3 separate regions of the Mus musculus genome follow, and regions 2 and 3 are each linked to region 1. A link is a contact called in public HiChIP or PLAC-seq data. All regions are on one chromosome and are shown on one strand. Each heading gives the region's core, a stretch centred on a gene start, on an enhancer-like site or on the middle of the called end of the contact. The rest is flanking DNA. Distances are from core to core; before and after follow the strand shown. Region 1 holds the start of Plcb2 (phospholipase C, beta 2). Region 2 has its middle 23 kb from the start of Gm32684. Region 3 has its middle 28 kb from the start of Gm39914.

Region 1 (3,915 bases), core at 731-3,230:
CTTGCGCCCCACGTAGGAAGCCCTGGAAGAGAAAGAACGGAGGACCCCCCTTTCCAGGAAGCCTGCAGTTGCCCCCACCTCATCCTGGAAGGAGAAGGGCAAAATGCAAGCCAAAGCACGGTTAGAGCTTCACTTCTAATGTGTTCCTAGAAAAGGACTGGGCGTTGTGGGGACCCCTGGACTATTGCCTAAGGGTGAAGGTCATGTCTGAGAGCTTGCTGAGTTTCTTTCTATAGCCAGGAAAGGTTTCCCCTCTAAGTACGTTCTGAAGGGGCTGTGGGAGACTAGACAGAGTCAGGTTTGGTTCTATCCTTTCTACTACAGTTATCAATATAGAGCCATATATCTACTAACTGTGCCAAAGCTATCCAAGAGCAAAACCTGGTTCATAGGTCATGTGTCCCATGCCTGGGCTTGGGACATTCTTGCTCATGCAAGTCAGAGTTCAGGGACCACACAGCACTCTGGGTTGGGGAAGGGAATTGGTCAACCAGACACACAGGTTGGAGAAAGAATCACATGCCTTATCCCTGATGACCTACAGCCCCCCTCAGGTTATACAGGCTTCCCAGAGGAACTGAGAGAGTCACTTCACTTTTCATTGTGAGTCATTTTCCTCCTTCCATAGACTCTGAGACACGCCACATCACCACCATGTCACCAGCATGCCACCACCATGCCACACCAACCAAAACTTCTAGAGACCAACTTCTAGAGAAACAGAAAGCATTTCATGCCAGGGCCCCATCCCCACAGTTTTGACAGCCAGATGCCTTAACGTAACAAAGCCCTGAAGGGTCTAGCTTCAGACTCCCCTCAGTTCATAGAGAAACTAGACTAGCCAATCCAGGGAGCTGAAGTAATTGTAGGTGACCTCCTAAATGTCATGCGCTGTTGAGAACATCAGGCCTTCCTGAGGCCAGGCTAGAGCACTCTTAAGGAGGCCTATCCCTCTCTGAGTGACAGTTCTCATTTTATTCTTCTTAGACCAAAAGATTCTATGGTTAGTGGCTGTGTCTTCAGCCCAGAAGGACCAGAGACGAGTTAGGAAGGCGCAGACTCTGGGCTGGGGTGCAGATGGTCTTCCCTCCCCGGCCGGATGACAGGTTGGCAGGTAATAGAAGGCTGAGCTGAGCTGAGCCACCATGGGGGAAGCAGAAGTCAGTAAGTTCCTTCTCAGACCCCAGTCTTTGAGCCTCCCGTTTTCAACTGGATCCACGGCCCTTTTGTAACTCTTGCCACAGTAGTAGCTTGAGATAGAATATGGCTTCCCTGGGACAGGACACAGTTTGTTCTGCACACTGGGATGGTGCAGCTGGTTATGGGCCTCCTGCCAGAGCAAATTTGGGGTGTCCGTGCTGGGAAGAGGACCTGACTGACCTCTCTTCCTGATCTCAGCTGAGGTGGGAGGAGAGGGACATGCATTCCCCCTACCAACACTGAAGTTACTAGAAACAAACCTTTATCATCTTCGGGGATTTGAAAAGGGCAAATCAGGTCCAAAGATTTCTGACTCTGACTCCCCCCCACACACACACACAAACACACATAGCCCCCTCTCTTATTCCCAAACACAGAGGCTTCCTTCCCTACAGCAGCCAGGAGCACCCACCCTCACCCCAGACTTGTTTATCTAGATAGACTGTTGTGACAGACACATAGGCGCCTGGGTGCTGGGAAGACATAAACCAACCCTCCGTTCTGCAAAGCTCCCAAGCAGCCCAGCCCCCACCGTCCCGGGGGCTGGGGATTTGAGGGGGGGGAGGCGAACCCTACTCACATCGTCCCACTTGATGAAGCGCTCCCCTTGGCTCAGATATGCCTTCACGTTAGGGGGCAATAGAACAGGGTTGAGCAAAGACATGATGTCAAGTGTCCCTCTTTGGAGAGGTTGGGCAAACCTCTCCAGGGGACAGGAGAAGAGAAGGAAGAAGGGTGAACAGGAGAGGAAGCTTAGGCTAGGCTCACATGGCACCCGCCCAGTACTGGTCCGGAAGTCGGGTGCTCTTATAGCCTGCGGGGTGGCAGTAGCTGGATGCAGGACTCAGAGCTTCAGGCCAGGGCCCAGTTGATCTGCCTTGTAAATCAGCCTCCTCCTCCTCCTCCTCCTGAAGCCGGGGGCTGCAGTAGCTGTTTTGCCCAAGGGGGCTGAGCTCCCCTCCTGGGAGTTCCTCCCCCACCCCCTGCCTCAGCACTTCCTGCTCTGGGCTTCCTTCTCTGGGCTGCTGTGAACTGAGGGGCGGGCTATGAGATCTAGAAATGTTGGGGCCAGGACCCCGTTACAAAGACAGGCTTTACTCAGATTTACACACCCCCCCCCCCCGCCAATGGAAGAAAGTGATATATCATGGAGGGGGGTGGGAGATACCATTCCTGAGCCTTGGGCTGAGGCAAGAACACAAACAGTTCTTTAGGAAAAGGGTCCTCCACAGAGCAGGGGTTCTGTCCTCAGAGGGCGGGATCTGGAAGTGGGAGTCAGGGATGGGCCGGGTCCCAGCTGGCACTGAGTGTTTTGAATAAGCAAAGTCTCTCGGACACCCAGCTCCTCTTTCTCAGTGCTTCCTCCCCATGAAAATGAGAGCCAGGTGAGGCAGTATGCCTCTCACCCATGACACTTCTCTGCATCTTTGAACCTTTCAATGAATACCTAAAAACTCCACTGCCCAGCAGCTGCCTCACAGCCTAAGAGGCCCTTTGCTGCCGCCAGCACTGGAGTGTTCCTTCATGCACTGTGTTGCCTCACACACAGATCCTGGAGGAGAGAGGTTCTGAGAGGCAGACCAGAGCCTGCTCTAGCCCCCTGTTCAGGGTTTAGCCCACTCTAACCCAGTTCGGTTCTAGGTGTTGTGATCCTTACATCGTCCATATCTATCCCAGAGGCTCAGTTCCAGCCCAGCTCAGGCCCCAGTCACTTCCTCTTACCTAATAATGCACTCTTATCAAATGGCTTAGCACCGTTGGGGAGGCTAGAAGCTTAACCCATGATTTCCTTCCCCTCTGAGGCCCTGGCCTTCTGCAACAGGTCCCATCAGGGGTCTGTGTGCCACCCCTGACAACTGTGAACTACCCTCTCCAGGCCCTGGAACTACTGGCTAGGAGCCAGTGCATGAGAGTAGGGGCGGGCAAGAGAGAACAGGTTTAGATGAACAGGTTAGTTAGGGTTAGTGAGAATCAAAAGGTAAACTGTGGGTCTCTGGCACTAGAGGGATGGGGTCAGGAGTTCAAGACTAGGCTACAAGAGAGCCTGCCCACCTCCCACCCCACCCCCAATAAAAGTAGTGAACTTCTCAAAGAAAGCTAGCTTAGAAATTAATTGTCCCCAGAAAAGCAATTCTAAGACCAGATCTGAATGAACGGCCTGGAAACCGGCTCCCAAACTCCTGCAGGTGACAGGTGTTCCAACCCCTCCCTCAGTGTCTCTCCTCAAGCCCTGCCTTCAGCCTTGGATCTCCCTGGGAGACTCCTGGGAGCCCCTGCACATCTGGCTGTCTCTGTGGGATCAGGTTTCCTGTCTGTTTGAATGAATTTTGCAAGGGAAATCCCTGCCCCTTCCCAAAGCCTACACCTGTCACCTGCACGGAGCTAGTCCCCATTTCCAAGTTCCTCCTTCCTGTCTTGCCTGCAGCCATAGGCCTGGAAGAAAGCCTAGAAGGGAGGAGGGGTGTCTCTGTTCCTCCTTCAAAGAATTCTGGGTTCTTTGCACCTTCCATCTCTGGCCCTAAGCCCACAGAAGAGAAACTTTATATCCATACCCATTGATGGCATCCCCTGGACAGGCTCTGGGATTCCTGACTGTAGTAACATCAGTGGCGCTCACCTGCTAAATCTGGATGCCAGCCAAAAGAGCAGCAAGCTATTTGAAAGACCTTTACTGAAGAGGGGTTTCCTCTTTTAAAAATATATATACATTGCCCA
Region 2 (4,193 bases), core at 46-2,545, 210 kb before region 1:
CAGGTCCTTCTCAGCCAGACCTGACACCAGACGTTTCTAGAAGCCTCCACAGTTCAGGTCATTTCCCTACGCCAGGAAAGAGAACTTTCTTTCCTACTGTTAGTAACAAACAAACCAAACAAAGGGCATTGCTCATTAACTCATTATGTACACACGCGAGCGCACACACACATTCATACACATTCACACAAACACACAGATACACTTATACACACTCACACACACACACATATACATACACAAACACTCATATCCACACTTACACAAAAGAAAACAAAAACTTATTATTCTTTAAAGAAAGAAAGAAAGAAAGAAAGAAAGAAAGAAAGAAAGAAAGAAAGAAAGAAAGAAAGAAAGAAAGAAGAAAATATCACTTTCTTCAAGGGTTAAATAATGGGATCTCACTAGGAATATCCAGAAGGTTCTGTCTCTTTGCCCTGAAAACTCTGCTCATCCTTTTGTTTCTTGCAAGCTTTATCTTTGGCCCCTGGGGTCTCCTGTAAGAGATACTTTAGAAAACAGAGAAGTTGTGGCCAGCTGCTGGCTTCCTAGTATTTTCCCCTCTAAGGCATTTCCCTAAACTCCTTAAAGTCCCCCCTTTATACAAAGTGAGGATTTGTTCTCTCTACACAGACAGTCAAGAAGTCCCCCTAGAAAGCAGTTTTCGCTACTGTAGCTGTTTGGAATTGGCTCCACAGACGTAAACAGGGTCAACTGGGGCCAGAGAGGGTGGCTGTTTCGTTTTAAAGCTCTGGTTAAGAGTGAAAACATGTGACTCCAGCTCGGCCAGAAACAAGGCAGCCTTTGTGTACACTGCAGCAGAGCCAGCAAGTGTGAGTGAGTGGCAGTCCTGAGGCTACACACATGGGCAGGCACAGAAGGCTGGTTCAAAGGCTCTGGTGGGATGCTACTAGGGGCAGGTTAACTCTTTGTTGGAAGGTCTATGCGTTATTGAGGAGCCAAGCAGGTATTTCTTGGGGTGGGGGGCAAGACAGAGACAGAGAGACAGGGTAGGGGTGAGTGACCTTGCAAAGGGACACAGTATCCCTATACCCAGCTAAGAGGCAGCCCAAAGCCATTAGAGAAATGTCTGGGGTGGTTTGAAAGATTAACCACAGCATGCCCTTGTCTTCACATGTAAACACTGCAGGCTAGCCCATTCCCAGCATCCCCTTAGCTCGCCCTCTGCTCCTGCATGGCTGGGGACCTGGAGAAGACCTCAGGACAGGCCTAGCCACTCCTTGATTCTTCCCAGGAGTGGAAGGGTGATTGTTGGCAAGCCACTGCCAGACGAAGTGTCAGTCCACTGACTCAGCCTACCCTGGCTGCACCCTCAGGCACCAGCAGCCATGTGCACTGGGCTTCACCAAGGTAGAAAGGACCCTTGAAAACTCTGCCTGTGACCTCCCACACAAGGCAGGTGGCCCGCCATCCTGTGCTGCTGATAGCTGCTTACTGCTCCCGTGGCTAGTGTGCCCTTCCCCCAGCTGCATCTCAGCCCAGAACTCCAAGCCCTCTTGCTTGGAGCCTTGTGGCACCAGGAAGAAAGGAAACAGCTTAGTTTTGTCATACAAATCCCGGGCTCCTGGACTATATAGGGAGAAGGGAAGATGGTGGTGATGGTCTTATTGAACACCACACCATTAGCACTTATGAGGTTACTCTCAGGATGAGTTTTCATTGCCTTTTTCTAGAGATTTCTGAACTCCTGGTCAGAGTCAAGGTCTTTGCTAGGGGGTGGAGCTATGGTGAGGAATGAGACCAGTTATCACAGGTCCCATCAGGCCCCTCCAGGGCCCTCTTGTCTATCTAGGTATGTCCAGAGCCACTCACCCAACCATAGCTATTGGTGATCAAGAAAATAGTACCTAGCTGGGCACAGTGATAGACACCTTTAATCCCAACATTCAGGAGGCAAAGGGTGGTGGGTATCTGAGTTCAAAGCCAGCCGGGTCTATATAGTGAGTTCTAGGACAGCCAGAGCTCCATAATGAGACCTTGTCTTAAACACTGTCCCCAAAGGAGAATGGTGTCAGACGTTAGAGAGATGACTTACTAGTTGGAGGTACATGCTTCTCTCGCAGGTGATCCAGGTTCTGTTCCAAGCACCTACAAAACTCCAGTTCTAGGGGAGCTGGTGCCCTCTTCTGGCTCCTGTATACTAGGCACATACCAGTGCACATACATTACACAGAATAAAAGAGATAAATTTGGAAAGGAAAGAGGGGAGGGGGAAGGAAAGGGGGAGGAGAGAGAGAGAGAGAGAGAGAGAGAGAGAGAGAGAGAGAGAGAGAGAGAGAGAGAGAGAGAGAGAGAGCCATCACTCTTTTCTTTGGGGAAGGATCATTGAAGTTTCATGCTTGGAATGGCCAGCTGTGGGACATTGACTGGATCCTGGCCCTGGTGTCAGCAAAGAGACTTCTTCCTAGCTTTGATCTTACCAGACTTGGGGGCTGGAAGGTTCTCTGTGATTCTGTTTAAAATAATGCCCATTTCACTCGAGTATATTCACATTTTTTCAGAGCTTCTGAAATTGGTGCCTGGGGCTCATCGGCACTTGGTAAATGTGTGTTAGAAATGAGGTGACCACCAGGCATTGAACCTTCTCCACTTCAAAGTCAGAATCATCGGGCATAACCCTGGGCTCACTCGGGTGACAAACAAGAAACTTATATCAGGGACACGCAGACCTCCTGGCCTCTGCCTGTACCTGCTATGGGTCTCCCATAGCCTCAGGCCATGTTTTCCTATACTTTCAAGGTCTGATTAGTTCCCAGACACTAATTTAGGATGAGCCTTGAAACAACATGATCAGAACTTCCTTGCTGTGTTTATGGGAAGGCACCCCTCTTTAAGTTGGATAAGAGTGCTATAAAGACTGGCCACAAATACCCTGTCTGGACTGGAGTCGTGGCTTCTGAAAGAACCAGCCCATTGTCATGGCTTTGGTCTCTGAGTGTGTGGACAGGAAGTGTGGGCCCCTTACATCAGGAATGCAGTCTGATAAACACAAGTCTCCAGTGATTGCACAATTCTCCTTCACGGTACACAGAGGGTGAGGCACACAGGATGCAGAAGCAACATCTCTCAGTGTGGATAAAGGGAAGGATGGAATGAAGAAGGTTTCCTTGTGCTTCTAAGCCTCTGTGGTGCTTTTTTTTAGGCTTGTTGCTTTACAATAAGGTAGTCTTTATTATGTGTAAAAATCTCTCTTAGCTGGGCACAGTGGTGAAGGACTTTAATCCCAGCACTCAGGAGGAAGAATTCCAGGCCAGTCAGGGCCATGGCAAGACCTGTTTCAAAACAACAACAGAACCGTGTGTGTGTGTGTGTGTGTGTGTGTGTGTGTGTGTGTGTGAGAGAGAGAGACAGACAGACAGACAGACAGACAGACAGACAGACAGACAGACAGAGACAGAGAGAATCTCACTAAGTGTTGTCTCAATCCATTTACCTCAGCCTTCCCAGTGCTGGAATTACAGGTTCACACCAGCCATGCCCCCAGCTAATTGCCTGAAATTTTATATATAAATCCTTGAGTTTAGACACACTCTGTGTCTTTTTCCTGGGGAGATGATCAATATTTTGTTTTAGTACAAACAAAAGAATGCAAGACTCTTCCACCCTCAAAGAAACCAATGGACAAAACAGTGGACAAATAAGCCTAGTCCTACCCACTGACAGATGAGGACGCCCAGTGCCAGAGAGGTCCTTCCCCAAGTCACCAGTTAGGGATGGAGTCATCTTACACATTGAACCTCCTCCGTCCTGGCCAGGTGGCTTTCCCAATGTTCCACACCACCTAGTCTTCTTGAAAGGTCTGATCTTCAGGGCAGGAACCATGTAGCTTGTTTTGGATCAGTGCCCTGGGCTTAGGGTAGTTCCTTGTCTCTGTGGTCACCGGCTCATCAGTGGGCCTCATCTTCTTAGGCACTGTTAATGTCACTCAAATGCAGGGTGGCATGGAGCCAGGCAAGTTTTACACGTCAGTGACTGATAGAACATGGTTAACAGAGTCTCTTCTCACCTCTCTGAGTGGCATTTCTAATTCTGGTTAGAATTCGGTTCCAAACAGTTTTTCCAGTTAGGCAAAAAGTTCTCCCAGGAAGCAGGGGATTAAGGGGGAGTAGTTGGGTTTAGTGGTCCAAAGGAGTCTCATTTTACAAAGGATTCGGTGCCAAGACCTCCAGTGA
Region 3 (4,114 bases), core at 283-2,782, 230 kb after region 1:
CCATGATCTTTGTGTTTAGTCAAAGCTTTGTGACAAAGGCTAGAACAAATTCAAATGCCACTGTGAGAGAGTTCAGCCTCTTCCTGGGGGAGGTGAAGCTGAGAGGGGGAAAAAGAGGGGGGATCTGATTTGGAATGGTAAACCAAAATACCAAAAACACCCAGGTTGCTTCTGTTCCCTTATGTAATCCATGCGCAAAATAAGCCTGCACACTATTTTACTGGCCGAAGTCCTGAAGACAATTTAGGAACCACTAGAAAAGGCCAGACAGGACAACTGTAATTAAAACAGGCTAGTGACTGGTTAGGACTATTAGACCAGTCACTTGGGCTTCACAGCTTGTAAGCAAGTAAATGAAAAAGAGTCAAGCTTTCTACTGAGTTCTACCTTTGTGTAGCCAAGTAGAAGATGAAGCATATCACCCCAACCAATAAAGAAAATAGAAATGATGGAGCTGAGGGTGTAGCCCAGTGGTAGAGCATGCACGAGGCCCTGAGGCCAATCACCAGCACAGCTAAAAGAGAAGAGAGAAAAGAAAGAGGGACAGAAATGGATGGGGTGAGTGGAGCTGAACCCTAAGCCCTGGCAGCTACTGATCTCATCCAGCCTGAAGCAGGGGCAGTCCACATCCCCGCCTGTGGACTTATGGGCCACCAACTTGCAGGAAAGATTTAGAACAGACCATCCCAGGGAGCTGGGGAGATATGAAAAGCCAAACCCTCAAACCCTGTAAGAAATGGGAAACATTTATGTATTACTACACGCCAGGGATGGTCCTGGCCTATTGTGTGTAATCTCTCTTCATCTTCATTTAAAACTCTCCAAGTGCTGGGCAGTGGTGGCGCACACCTTTAATCCTAGCACTTGGGAGGCAGAGGCAGGCAGATTTCTGAGTTCGAGGCCAAGCAAATGCAGTCATCACAACTATTTTATAGACAAGGAAAGTGAAGCCCACAGCGGTTTAGTAACTCCTGCCCAAGGCCGCAAAGCTAGCAAACGGATGAGCTGGGATTTAAACCCTGGCCATTTGGCTCCAGGACCTTCTCTCTTAAACACTGGATTGATTATACTGTCTTTTTTATAAAAAAAGCCATAGGAGGCCATCAAGATGGCTCAGTGGGTGAAGGCATTTGCTGTCAAACCCAAAGGATCCTGATCTACAGAATCTTAGTCCTAGTCCGGCAACCCACGTGGTGGGACTGACTGGGAAAATAATGAGTGTCCTAAAATAATGTTAAATGTGTGCATTGTCTCAAGATGTTAACACATAATTGTCTTCACAAAGACGCTGGAGGTGGTGTGTGTGTGTGTGTGTGTGTGTATGTGGTTAGCTAGCAACAAGGAGAGCCCAGGACCATCAGCTCCCGAGGCTCTTCCCTAACAAAGCAGCCAAGGCAGAGAGCAGGAAGAACTACACCCCCACCCCCACCCCCACCCCTTGCTTGCTCTCTCCCTCTCCCTACTTCTCAGACACAGGCAGGAGCCAAAGCCAACACGTGGGTTTTGCCTCTGCTGTGTGTTCCCTTTTTTCTTCCCCATTGGTCTTTCACTCTGACCCTTAGGCCCAGGCAGTTTCTGGAAACATCCTCTATCTCTGGGGATAAATACTCCTTTGCCTTTTTTTTGCCCCCTGACCTTATCTTCAGTTCCTTAGCTAGGGGGTTTTCCCTCTGCAACCCCTGTGGGGGAATTTTGTGGTTGTAATTTGTATTGTCCCATTCTCAGGTCAGGTGGTCCTGACTCTGCTCCAGGGTTAGCCCCTTGCCTGGTTAGTTTGCTGTCTTCCCTAGGTAAAGAACGGCTCTCCCAGCAGAGTCCAGGTCATCTGTTCCATCCCACACATGGCCGGTCTGCTTTGTTGGTCTGCACTCCCTGTTCTCCTCCGGAGATATGCAAACCCTGGTATCTTCCTAACCCCAGTTATACTGTGGTGTCCTTGACAAATAGAAGTTTGTATAGCAGGGTAGGGGTGCACGACCGTGGCCTTGGCAGTTTGGAGGCAGAGGCAAGAAAGATGATCAGGATTTGGAAGCCAGCTTGCTACAAATCGAGATACTGCCGCATAAAAGCATGTGCTCACGTGTATATGTATGTGTAGCGTGGCATGATAATAATATACGTTATTACCACAATCAAACTAATTAACATATTTACCATTCTCATATACCTTGTGTGTGCGGTAAGAACACAAGATCTACTTTCAAATGTAGAATGTGTAGAATGTATGGACATTATCCTTGTTATTAGTGGCAGTTACCATGCTGTATGCCAGAGCCTGGGGTCTTTCGTAAGTTGAAGGAGGAGCTCACAAGTGGGGTGATGCAATCACCAGATGTCTGAGCATAGATAACAGGCACCAACTAACACTCAGGTCAGAATACCCTCTCTGACAGCCACATGCTGTAGGAAGCAGAACATTTTAAGTATGTCCAAGGTGAAGATTTACTTTTGTCTTGTTTTAAGACAAGGTCTCATTATGTAGTTTTGGCTGCCCTAGAACTTGATATGTAGATCAGGTTGGCCTCAAATTCACAGAGATCCACCTGCCTCTCCCTTTGAGCTGGGATTAAAGTTGCTTTTAAGGAAACACCAATGATCTTGCTCTTGTTGAAGCATCTCTGCTGATTGTGATATACTTACCCTTAATAGCACCCAGGAAATAGAGGTCGGTGGATCTCTGTAAGTTTGGGGCCCTGGCCTGACCTACTCACTCTGTAGAGTGAGTTCTAAGATAACCAGGGCTACACGGAGAAACACTGTCTGAAAAAAACAAACAAACAAACAAGAAAAAAGATATTCCTTACCCTTCCAACATTTGTATCAGCTTACTAGGATCTGATTTTTATCTGAGTGTGTGGGTGGGTGGGTGTGAGTGTTTTGTTTGTTTGTTTGTTTGTTTGTTTGTTTCATTTAGCCCAGGCTGCCCTCCAATTGTAGCCTCCTGCCTCCATAAATACGAACACCAGTATAGTATTCTGTGGTGCTAGGGATCAACCCAGGATGTCACAGATGGAGCCAAGAACTTCAGGCATGCTACGTAAGTGCTCTACCAAGCTACAGCCCAGGCCCCAGAATGAAGGTTTTAGATGTCAAAAGTTAGGGTTAAATTTGAGCATATGTACACAGATCAGAAGAAAAAAAAATGTGTTGGTTTCTGTTGCATGCCAAGTGAATGACATCTGGGTCTCCAAATGGGTCAAAATGTCTGAGGTTAGAGATCTATTAAGACTAACAACATAGCCTGCTCTGGCAAAGGATGTCAAAGCCATGACATTAGTGTGTGTTCCAGTCCCCCAAGCCACCTCCCTCCCTTATAGTTCTTAGGTTGAGCATCACATGCCTGTGCCTCCAGAGCAGACTCTGCCTCTTGGCTTTCTGGTGGCCTCAGCACAGTTTGAAGTGTCACAGGCAGTGTTAGGAGCCCCGGGTGCTGATGCATGCTGTGAGTCACAAGGTCTGATGCAAGCATCCATCATGGTGATTAGTCTCCTTTCCTACCACTTCCTCCTAGTAGATCAGCAGGCTAAAACAAGCCCCAGATCAGTAATTGTCTCCCAAACCATCTGCACACACAGATCATGCTGCTTAGGTTTATAGGTGCATACCCAAAATGAAGAGCATTTGTCTTGTTGCCTCCTTGATATATGCGGCAGTCCTTCCAGAATCGGAGCTCAGAGGGTTTTTCTGGGAGGGGCACCAATTCTGCCTTAGTATGTGGGTTTTCATTGACAAACGATAGCTTTCCTTCCATTGAAATATGACACTTGCTTCAGTGAATTATAATGCGGAGGCTTTAACATCTCAGTCGCATGCTCTAATAACCAAGTTTCTAAAAGGAGTTGCTTACACTCATTGTCCCCATTTCTTAACTCTCTGTTCAGCCTTTGACTCCAGCCTCCCAGCAAAGCATCTTTTCCCTGGGTCCCCAATGACCTCTGACTCACTCCATCCGCTGGGCACCTTTAGGCTTCTTGTTTGACCTCTCTGTCGGCCACATTCTGTTGAAATCCTTGTGCTTGTGCTTGGGGGCAGGGCTGTGGCTATACTGGGTAAAAACCATGCCCTGCCTCCCTGATCACACCTCTTAGGTGTCTCAGTGCTGCTTCCAGGAGGA

What was found. HiChIP or PLAC-seq counts read pairs in DNA pulled down with a chosen protein or histone mark.
Region 2: a contact with region 1 is called in an H3K27ac HiChIP or PLAC-seq map of microglia, with 4 times the contacts expected there. The contact joins the enhancer-like site here to the promoter of Plcb2 in region 1. A contact is called at or near these places in 4 of 39 promoter capture datasets (the C10 cell line, the HPC-7 cell line and embryonic stem cells), 1 of 115 datasets of contacts at active chromatin or transcription factors (microglia) and 2 of 9 other capture datasets (embryonic stem cells and liver).
Region 3: an H3K4me3 HiChIP or PLAC-seq map of bone marrow-derived macrophages shows a contact between it and region 1, with 2.3 times the contacts expected there. The contact joins the enhancer-like site here to the promoter of Plcb2 in region 1. A contact is called at or near these places in 13 of 39 promoter capture datasets (the 3T3-L1 cell line, 3T3-L1-derived adipocytes, the C10 cell line and 7 more), 1 of 484 Hi-C or Micro-C datasets (nephron progenitors), 4 of 115 datasets of contacts at active chromatin or transcription factors (bone marrow-derived macrophages, embryonic stem cells and large pre-B cells) and 3 of 9 other capture datasets (adipose tissue, liver and pancreatic islet).

Annotation. Positions count from the first base shown.
Region 1 is chr2:118,726,458-118,730,372 of GRCm38.p6, forward strand. Plcb2 (phospholipase C, beta 2) reads right to left here and starts at 1,981. Exons shown (of 32, transcript NM_177568.2): 1 at 1,781-1,981. The coding sequence starts at 1,864.
Region 2 is chr2:118,519,461-118,523,653 of GRCm38.p6, forward strand. No RefSeq gene overlaps it. Among named protein-coding and RNA genes, the nearest start is that of Gm32684, 23 kb to the left of the region's middle. Within about 2 kb of position 1,296, at least 195 of the 459 cell types and tissues checked have an H3K27ac peak or open chromatin away from gene starts, as enhancers often do. A contact at or near this core is called in the HPC-7 cell line, liver and microglia, where this site is marked.
Region 3 is chr2:118,958,294-118,962,407 of GRCm38.p6, forward strand. No RefSeq gene overlaps it. Among named protein-coding and RNA genes, the nearest start is that of Gm39914, 28 kb to the right of the region's middle. Within about 2 kb of position 1,533, at least 28 of the 459 cell types and tissues checked have an H3K27ac peak or open chromatin away from gene starts, as enhancers often do. A contact at or near this core is called in bone marrow-derived macrophages, where this site is marked.